2 separate regions of the Anser cygnoides genome follow, and region 1 is linked to region 2. Evidence: chromatin contacts called from public Hi-C data. All regions are on one chromosome and are shown on one strand. The core of a region is the stretch at or near the end of the contact, and the rest is flanking DNA. Distances in the headings are between cores, read along the strand shown.

Region 1 (4,884 bases), core at 2,339-4,838, 92 kb before region 2:
GCAGGGAAAGTTAACTCCATCCCAGCCAGACCCAGCACAACACCTACTTCAATTCATCAGCAGAGAAGTGCAGTATTTACATTGAATTACCTGTCTGCTTTGCCAGATTCTCTGATATAGGACTTGAAAAAGGGAGCAACGGCATTGCTAATGAAAGAGTGTAATGTTTCATACGGAGAATCTTCACTGAGAGTGAGCACTCTCAGTTGGGAAGACACTGGTTTGTCGGCATCGATCACTGGTGTACGCTTAATGAACGCCAGGCTGCAGAACAGAGAAGAGAGTTACCATTTGAAACTTAGAGACAGAATAGCTTTAACCTGACTGCAAGCTTCATTCGCAGGAGGTAAATGCTAACCTCCATTATCATATTTTATAATCTTGCTTCTGAGAGACTTGAAAACAAGTCTTCCAATGAATACATCTTTATACTTCAGTATTCAGCTGAACTTAGCTGTCAACAAGCACCCTGCAGTACGTGCATGTTAGAAGCGCACGCCTTAAGAAGCTTCAGGGAGGAAAGTGACATGGAATGGTTAAACAATAACAAAAGATTACAGAACCCCAGATGTATGTATGTTTATAAGTATACTGATTAAATAAGCCCATTTCCTTTGTGTATCTTTGTATATTTAACCTCAAGGCCATTAGTTCTAAAGTCCATTCCTTTCAGCCTCGTGATACACCCTTGTTTTACCAGAGCCTCCCCCTTGAAAAGCTACTGCCCCACCCAAATAAGCACACTGCACAAAGCATGAGGTAAATACTAATTATCAGTCTGTGTAGGTTTTGCTTTTACTGGGCAAAAATGTCAAGATCTATTATACTAACCCACCTGTTTGATTTTATTCCATAATGAATATCAGTGCTGATACTGTAGGAAATGAACTCTTTTTCCTCTTCTCCTTCATCTCCCACATCCTCTGCAAGAAATACACTATGTTAAGAAATATTCTATTTCTAAGGCATCTGTCACCCCCTCTCAAACATCTTCTGCTTCAACCAGGCAATTTTCTAACCTTTAATTCCTACATCACCTTATACAAAATAGCTAATGTTAAATTTAGCTTTGCAATATCCCTCAAATTCAGGATGGGTTCCCTGGTTTTCTAGCACAACTCCATTAAATTTTTCAGGTTGCTATAAAAAAAGATTAAACATTACAAGCAAATTATAATCCACATCCTGCTTATAAAGCAGAATGAAATTTTCTGCAGTACAGAACATGCACTTATTTGCAGAGATATGCTCCCAGGATAACTACAATTCAGCGAGAACATTAAACAAATACTTTTTTCCTTTTATAGACTGCTTCATTTTTTCAGACATTTTCTTTGAAAGTGTTTTGGAAATTAAGTCAGAACAAAAAAAACAACCAACCAAACAACCCATAGGAAGTAGTCAGGCATTAGTAGAGCCAACGTATCACAGATGATGTAATTACTGGGGATGCGGGGAGCTGTGCTGCAATGCAGAGATTTCGGTGCAGAAGGTTACTCCCTGCTGGGAGACACACCCTGACTGGACGCGTTGCACTGGACTCTCATTCTGCTCTGGTTTCATTTGGCACTTCATACAAGACATACTCTCAGGCTGTCATGTTTGCGATCCCAAGCAGCAGAAGCCTGATCACAGACACTACAGGAACCCTTGTGAAAGCTGTCGACAGGCTGTGTAGCAAATGATATCACCTAACGTTTTAACTACTTAGAAATACAGCTTCTGTTTTGCTGTATTCATAATCAATAATTTGCTTCATACTATCTATTCCTTGAACAAATTTTGACAGAAATAGTTTTTAACAGTGTCAGGGACGACAAGATCTCCGTACGATGCTGCACATTCTGAATACTCTTAAGTTTGATGGGGTGTCTGTGGGGGTCTTCTGTCACAAAATGCACTTTTGCCAAATAACTGCTATTAATCCAGAAGATATTGATGGAAATGGCTTCTGCCCACAATCTACTAGTATTCGGCTTCTAGAACACGCAGTGAGGGTTTCAATACACTTTTAATCACAGATTTGTGAAAATAAGCTAACTGATCACCACTGCATCATTACTTCCAACCCAAACTAAAGATTACCAACCTCATGAGCCTGACATAAGAAAACTTCAGAGATCATTTGCATAGCCTCTTAACACTCAGTGGACTTCCTTTAAATCTTGCTAAATGCTGCATCATGAATTCATAAAGATTGTTTTTCTTCTCTGGAAAATTCTAGTTATCCCTACCGAAATAGAAGTCTCAAACTTTCGAATGGGAAGGAGGACAATCAGCGGAAACAGTTATAACAAAGACAGGATATTTCAAGCAACATCTTAAGTTCATCTTAAGTGGAAGAACCTTCTCTAAGCTTCCCTTGATGTGCAGAAACTGCAGGGATGCATCCTGTATCTTACAGTGTGGCTGCTGACATGCTACGCAACGCGAAGTATGACTGCGTTAAAATTTGACGCGCATCTGCAGGGACTGAACCAACAGCACGCTTGGAGTAGAGATCCAGAAATTTAATGTTAAAATTTTGCAAGCTCAGATTGGTGGGCATGCAGCCAAATACAGATTGCAGGTTTTGTTTAACAGTAAATGTCCGTGTTATGAATGAGTTCTATGTTATTGGTGTTCATCGGCCTGGATTCTGCAACAAGGAGCGCCTATTTAGCGGCAGATTCATTGACAAATTTCATAAAGAGTCATTTCTGAAATAAATGGAGCATGTAAACGACAAAAACGTCCGTCAGAGCTAGCTTTGCTGCGGTATTTAATGTAGCATTTGCCGAGATTTCCGATAAATGTTTACAAGCAGCACGCTCAGCAGCCCTCGCTGACTAAACAAAGACGTGCAGGGCCTCCGCTAGGCTTTAGGAACCTGGGAGTCTTGCTAATTACCCACAGAGGGGCACTTTCTGAGGGCCGATTCAGCCCCCCAGCCCGGTTTGCTCTGCCAGCAGCAGGTTACCGGTGTCACCAAGGAGCCCGAGCAGAGGGCAGGCCGCAGGAGCGGCGCCCGGGGCCTACTGACGAAGCATTTCTCCCAGGCCAGCCCGCTGTGGCGGCGCCCATCGCAGCCCCAGCCCCGGCACGGCGTCGGAGAGCAAGGGGCGCAGCGCAAGGAACGCGGCCAGGCCCCGCCGCCCTGTCAGCCGCCGGGCTCCGCCAGGCCCTTCCCTTCCTCCCCCGGCTCCTCCATCCCCCCGGCGGGGCGCCGCCGCCATTTTGTGAGCGCGGCGGCCGCGGGCCCTCGGCTCACCTTTGAGGGTGGAGCGCTCCACCAGCACGGTGTGGACCTGCGGGTCGGAGAGGAACTTGCGCATATGCTCCACGGCGCCTTTCTCCTCCAGCGCCGCCTCCAGCACCGCCGGCGCTTCGCCGCCATCCTCCAGCAGCAGCGGCACCAGCTTGCGCAGGTGCTTCTGCAGCACCGCCACGTCGGCCACATTCTGCACGGCCGAGCCCGACACCTCCATGCCGCCTTCCTCGCCGCCGGGGCCGCCGCCCCCGCCGCTGCCGGAGTCGGACATGCCGAGGCAGGAGGCAGGCAGCCGCGCTCCGCCCGCTCCGCCACCGCCCGCCGCGCTCTGAGCGCCGCCTCGCCGCCGCGGGGGAGGCTGGGGCGGGCGGGCCGACACGCCCCGGGGCCGGGCAGGGCTCGGGGCTCCGCTGCGGCTGGCTCCGGGCCCCGGAGGAGGCTGCCGAGCTGCCTGGCTCCGCTCCCCGGAGCTCCCCCCGCGGGGCGCTGGGACGCCGGCCGGGCTGCGAGCGGGGAGCTGGAGGTCGGGCTTCGCAGGGCGGCGGCCGCTTTGCTTCCCCTCCCTCCTCTGTGCTTTAACAGGAATCACAGCGAGCGTTGCGTTCTTTTGTTCGAGTTATTTATTCTGAGGGGAAAAGCAGACCGCGCGTGCCGCTGCGAGGACAACAGAAGGGAAAACGCTTCCTGGGCCAGCCCAGCACTGTACTGCCACTGGTTCACGTGGAAGCTGAGGTGTTCAAATAGAATAGAATTGGTTGGGGTGGAAGGAAGCTTGGAGATGACCCAGTTCCAACCCTCCTGCCCCAGGCAGGGATGCCACCCACTAGATCAGGTTTCTCAAGGCCCCATGAACCTGGCCCTAAACACCCCCAGGGATGGGGTATCCACAGCTTCTCTGGGCAACCTGTTCCAGTGTCTCACCACCCTCATGAATTTCTTCTTTATACTCAGAGGGTAGGTTTAGATTAAAGCCATTACCCCTTGTCCTATCGCTACACTCCCCCATAACGCGTCCCCATAGACCCCTTTTAAAAGTACAGCAAGATCCCAATGAGATCTCCCTAGAGCCTTCTCTTCTCTAGACTAAATAACCCCAGCTTTCCCAGCATTTCTTCATAGGAGAGGTGCTCCAGCCCACTGATCATCCTCATGGGCCTCTTCTGGACCCTATATCTGAACCACTAATCCAGATTCTGTTGCCAGTTTCCCAAAAGCATAGGACAGAGAATACCAAATGAACACACTGATGAAGGAGACTTTTTTTCAGAATTTCATTTTTGAAAACCCTTAATCTTCCTTTACCACTGTCATAGACATGCTTGCTGTAACCCAATGAATATGCTTGCCTGACCTAAGTTATCAGATGAATCCAGCTCACTGCCACAAAGATGGACAATCCTGTTCCTCCTTGCCCAGTCTAGTCTCCTCCCTTGCCTGGTGCTGGCTCACAGTTGCTGCTGGTTTAGCAAACAGAAAGCGAAAGGAGAACATGCGTGGGAGAGGGGAGGTGGCAGTCAAGTTCCAGAGCAGCTCCCCAGATCCCAAAGCACATTGGAGGCACGGGTTGACCACAGACTGAAAACTCCACTTCTTGTTCCTATGGAGGTGGAGAAGGGGATATCCCCCCCCCCCCC
Region 2 (4,974 bases), core at 2,244-4,743:
GACTGATTAGTCTATCTCTGTAATTAAAACAGTAAAAAAACCCAAACGTATCACAGCTACCAATTTGCCTTTTTTTTTTTTACTGTATTGACTGAATTATCTAAACTTGCAAAAGTTAAAACACCAAATAGTTTAATGTCTTGTATAAAATAGCTGTATAATATTTAATAGCTTGAAACTGGGCCATGTGTCCAGAGTGCCAATGAAGGGGGAATATTTACATGGTTAGTCCATTCCAACTATGTTGGTTATTATTTTTTTATAAAGAAGGAGGCCCTTTATAAAGATTAAGCATTCATGCTCTGTCCTGAGTTTATTGAACAGATTGCTGCCACTGTGATGGGGACAACATCGTCCATTCCCAGTTGTATGGTGTTACTGCTTTCCACGCCCCATCTCTTGTTTAATTGGGTGCTATGCCAATTCAACTTGCTAAAATAGCAGAAAACTAACTGAGCAGGGAAGACAGGAGACAATGAGACATTTTGCCAGTGAGCTGTTAAGTTGGCTCAGCTGAAGCTATGCAGCCGCACTTGTGGACAAGGTTTGAGAAGCCAGTGAAATGTCATCATTACACATAATTGTCAAACACTGGCAGGCTGTTTCTCAAAATTCTTTATTGACTGAAGCAGATTTATTCTGCTTTCTGGCACCCTGTGTGAGACATAAAGAGAAAAATGAAAACTCAAGCACCACTGGCAGTGAAGAGGCTGGAATAGATGGGTTGAAATTTAAACATTTTTTCTAATCTTGTGTTCAGGCTGAACTACTAGGTAAGATAACTTTCTTGTCAGGAATAGCGAAACTACCAAGTTATGTCTGGGGGAATAAACTACTTCTTCAGCCCTGAGCACCTGCAATAGACTTCTCTTCTGTACAGCCTAACACCAAAAGCTGCAAAGGCAGTATATTCAACTCCACCAAAAAGATGAAGTGTCTTTCAGAAACCTTCACTAGCATGTATTTATTCTGCCTACCCTGAATGACATTAAATAATTCTTGGGCTGTTCTCAAAAGACTAGGTTTTAATTCTCAATTCTGTTAATGTCTGCTAGCATTGGATGCCTAGCAGTCATGTTCTGCTGTCTTGTAAAAGTTACAAAATAATTTATTCAAAACGTATAGAAGTCAGGCTCTTTTGAGATGATGAGTAAGTCAAATTTTAGTCAACTTCATACATGTTTACAACATGATATTTCAGCCTCATTTGTGACCGCATAGATACAAATGGCAATTATTGGATAGATAGAACCAGACTTTCACTTTCAGAACCATAACTCATTGATGTAATCATATGTATGTATAGTAATGTCAGTACTGGATACCTTCTAGTTGTTATATTACTTTGTATTTTCGTAAAATTCGGATTGGTCAAAAATGAAAAACATGTTCTTGTGTGGATAATTACACCATCTAAATCACAAGAATTTTCAGTGACTGCGTATTTCCATTGAAATACAAATTTCTTTGAGTTGTCTGTTCTTAAAACTTTTCATCTTCTTTCTCTCATTCATTTCTCTTTATTTATTTATTTATTTTTAAATGACAAGATTTCATTTTGAATCTAGTGAATAGGATTATAAGTTATTTAGACAATTACAACATTGCAGAAGATGTCTGCTAGGATATTTTCCACTTTTGTTAAAAATCCAGGACTCTTTCAAGTATGGAGTGAAAGCTGATGTTAAGACCTCTTTTCACTAAGCTTCCAGAAGCTTATTGGCAAAACCAGAAGTCGTCTTGCTTGTGACGGGAATAAGGCAAGGCGAGCTAATGAGTCAGGGACCTATCCAAGAAGTCCACTCTGGAACACCAGGAGACGGGGCCAAAGAGAAGGATAGAAAGAAGACTATCTATAATGCTGGTCCAAGCTTACAGGAGACAGACCCAGAGAGAGGACTACTTATGGTATTTGTCTAAAATCCAACCAGATGGGGGCCAGAGACAAGACTAGCTACAAGGCATGCTTGAGGTCCATCTAGTAAGCCCTGTCAATAAATCATGCTGGAAGTAGAGGGCTGGATGCCAGTACAAGAAAGCAGGCCAGGTTTGGCTGCCCAGGACAGAGCTTAAGTGGAGCTTCTGGACCAGTTGGCAATGTTGTCACATTTGGCTGGCAACTGGCTTGGTACCAAACAATGTCAGTAGTAAATAAGATCCATATTCATATACACATTGATTCTGGATTTCTGCTAGGGCCAACTTAATTTTAAAATTAAAATGAAAAACCATAAATAATGATCATGGAGAACTCACTTATGCAGCTTGTTACTGAGACCTCATTACTGATATCCTAATCACAAACTGTGGACAAGGAAGTAGATAACAAAAAATATCTAGCAATATCTAATGATAGTTAAACAAAGCAGATTTTCCTGTTTGTGACCACAGTTTGCAGTGTTTATGCCCATCATTGGTTATTAAGTATTAAAATGAATTTCATCTGGAAAGTCGGATGATGATCACAGTAATTAAGGTGGATGAACCGTTCGTCTTATCCAGAATGGCAATTCCACTTGTGTGTGCTGATACCCAGATTCCATAGAGATGGGAACTAGAAATATAGTAAGATTATAACACTTCAGTCAAATCATTTGATGTTCTTCTGCCTCAGTGAAGCAAAAAAAGATCCTAAGAGCAAGACTTTGCTGCATGTCATGTAGCTGAATCTTTCCAGGAAAAAAAAAAAAAAAAAAGAAGTGCAAGAAGTGCAACACTGCTGGTAACATAGATGTTGTTAGGAGGTCTGCTTTCATGTTTCTACTATCTTTAGTGGTTTCATTTTCAGTATTTACAGTGAGCTAAGAGATATGTTTACATATCATATATAATCTGTTTAAAATTTAATGGATGGGCCTAGCATTCAGAATGTATAAAGGATAAATTTATTTTTGCTAGTTCATCTTATTTTCATGTCAGAATTCAGCATCATTGTGGTGTGTTTTGGTGCAATTTTTAGCAGTGTCTTTGTTGATTCCAGGTTTTTAGCTGCAATTAGTGTAATGTTCCTAATCACCTAGTACCGTTCCCTCTTCCCACATGATGTCAAAGGAGAGAATAATTTTGTATCAGATGAGTGAGACTAGTAACATAAAGGTGACTGCAGCTAAAACTCCTACATTTTCTTTTTTATTATGTGTAAGTTGGTATTTATGGAATGAATGAAGAGTTCCAATTAATTGTACCTCCTGTTGATGGCATACAAGATTTTCTCTTTCAACACTTCATACTTTTTTTCTGCCTTTTTGGGATTCGACATAGCTAATATAGCTATATATTTTTATCTCAGTGTGGGAAGAGTTGAAAGACATACTCAGAAGGCATACTCAGGACTTAACCCTGTAACTACCATAAATCTGTAGATGCTTAAGTGTCTACTTCTGAGTATGCTCTGAAGCGTCCAATTTCTCAAAAGATGCATATGCTGCAGTTGTGATCTGCTTCAGGAGCAATCCGTGTTTCCTGCTCAGAAAGCAAAGGGCAGTTTCCATCAACACAGCTTTTGGCTTGCTCCACCTAGAGCAGCCTGCCTGCATCTGCACTGTGCAGCATCCAGAGGGATCCTGTAGTCTTCTGCAGATCGTTCCTCAGCCTTTTTTAAATGCGGGGCACGGAACAAATACCACTTTTCCACTGCACTTACATCCTGTGATCATGCCAGTTCTTACTGTGTAACATGGATAAAGTTTATTTTCAGGGATTACTGCCTGGGGCAATGCTGAGATCCATCAGCATCCCTCAGTGCTAAGCTGCCCTGCCATCTCTCTTTTGGTAGTTGGGGTGATTCCTGCAGCCAAGATTCCCGTGTCTTCAAGGGCTTCAAGGGCTGTGACAGCCTGCAGTTTTCTGCCAGTCAGACCTTCTGTCAGCACCTTGAAGCCTATCTTTGCATATGAGACATTTGAAAAATTTTTAAAGGTTCTTTAATAATTAATTCCCTTTTTTGTTTGTCCAAGATAATGTGAGAAATGCTCACACCATGGCACATATCTACTACTATGGCATGTATCGAGAGAGGTATAATATGGATGCACGCCAGGCAAAAGGCTTGCAAGGATGATGTTGGAGGATTGGAACAAGTGGAAGGAGACTTTAGAGTCAAACCATTTCCTAGAGGTATCTAGCTGCTGACTGGCTCCTAGGTTTTGTCTGTGAGGAAGCCTTGTAATTTTTGTCCAAAGGGTAGATACTAACAAAGACGACTTTGGAACAAAACAGCTAATGATTCAAACTAATAGTATTATGTGCACTCAGAATCTCCTTTTGTGATATGTTGGGAGCCTTGGCCTGTAATTCAGGGCTGTAGATTCTACACGATAGCAGAACACCTAAGTCCTTTCATCCTTCTGGGTAGTTTTTCAACATAACAGTTATAAGAATTTGTTAACTTTGGCAAACCATAATTTTTGCTTAGCCACATTTTAGGATGTGGCAGCTCCATGTTTAAGAAGGTGTAAAACAAATCAGATACTCTGAAAAAAAAATCAGACTGAGCAATTAAACATTGGCAAAGTTTACAAGCATCTCAAACTCAAACCTTATAACAGGAATGTTAGGCAAACTTAACTACAGATTTCTCTTCCATCTGTATTTATATGATGCTGCGTACTGCCTGTCTGGCATGCCTGTACAGACTATGCCCCAAAGTTACCTTTGTACGCATTTCGTGTGTTCAGTATTTATCCTAAAGATTCTATATAGATATGAGTTGTATTTACATTTATATCATTATTTCTTATGCATATTAGTATTTATTTTGAACAAAAGTACTGAGAAACAATAATGTGGGAGGTCATTTACTAAGAAGTGAAAAAACAAGGCCTTTGGCAGATTTTTTTTTTTGTTTGCATGCCTTCCTCAAAGTATGGTACATTGTATTTATACTTGATGCATTCCCTTCACAATTAATTTTTTTTTTAGTTTAAACTTTTTATGTTATTTTTTTTTTTGCTGTCCACAGTTGTTTCCTGTCCC

Evidence for each region. A called contact is a pair of places that touch in the nucleus more often than the background predicts.
Region 1: a contact with region 2 is called in a Hi-C map of granulosa cells, with 2.6 times the contacts expected there. The contact joins the promoter of DYNC1H1 here to the enhancer-like site in region 2. A contact is called at or near these places in 2 of 7 Hi-C or Micro-C datasets (granulosa cells and liver).

Annotation. Positions count from the first base shown.
Region 1 is chr5:55,262,808-55,267,691 of Taihu_goose_T2T_genome, reverse strand. DYNC1H1 (dynein cytoplasmic 1 heavy chain 1) reads right to left here and starts at 3,588. Exons shown (of 78, transcript XM_048069884.2): 1 at 3,251-3,588; 2 at 836-923; 3 at 91-264. The coding sequence starts at 3,521.
Region 2 is chr5:55,170,545-55,175,518 of Taihu_goose_T2T_genome, reverse strand. No RefSeq gene overlaps it. Among named protein-coding and RNA genes, the nearest start is that of PPP2R5C, 4.8 kb to the left of the region's middle. Within about 2 kb of position 3,493, at least 2 of the 3 cell types and tissues checked have open chromatin away from gene starts, as enhancers often do.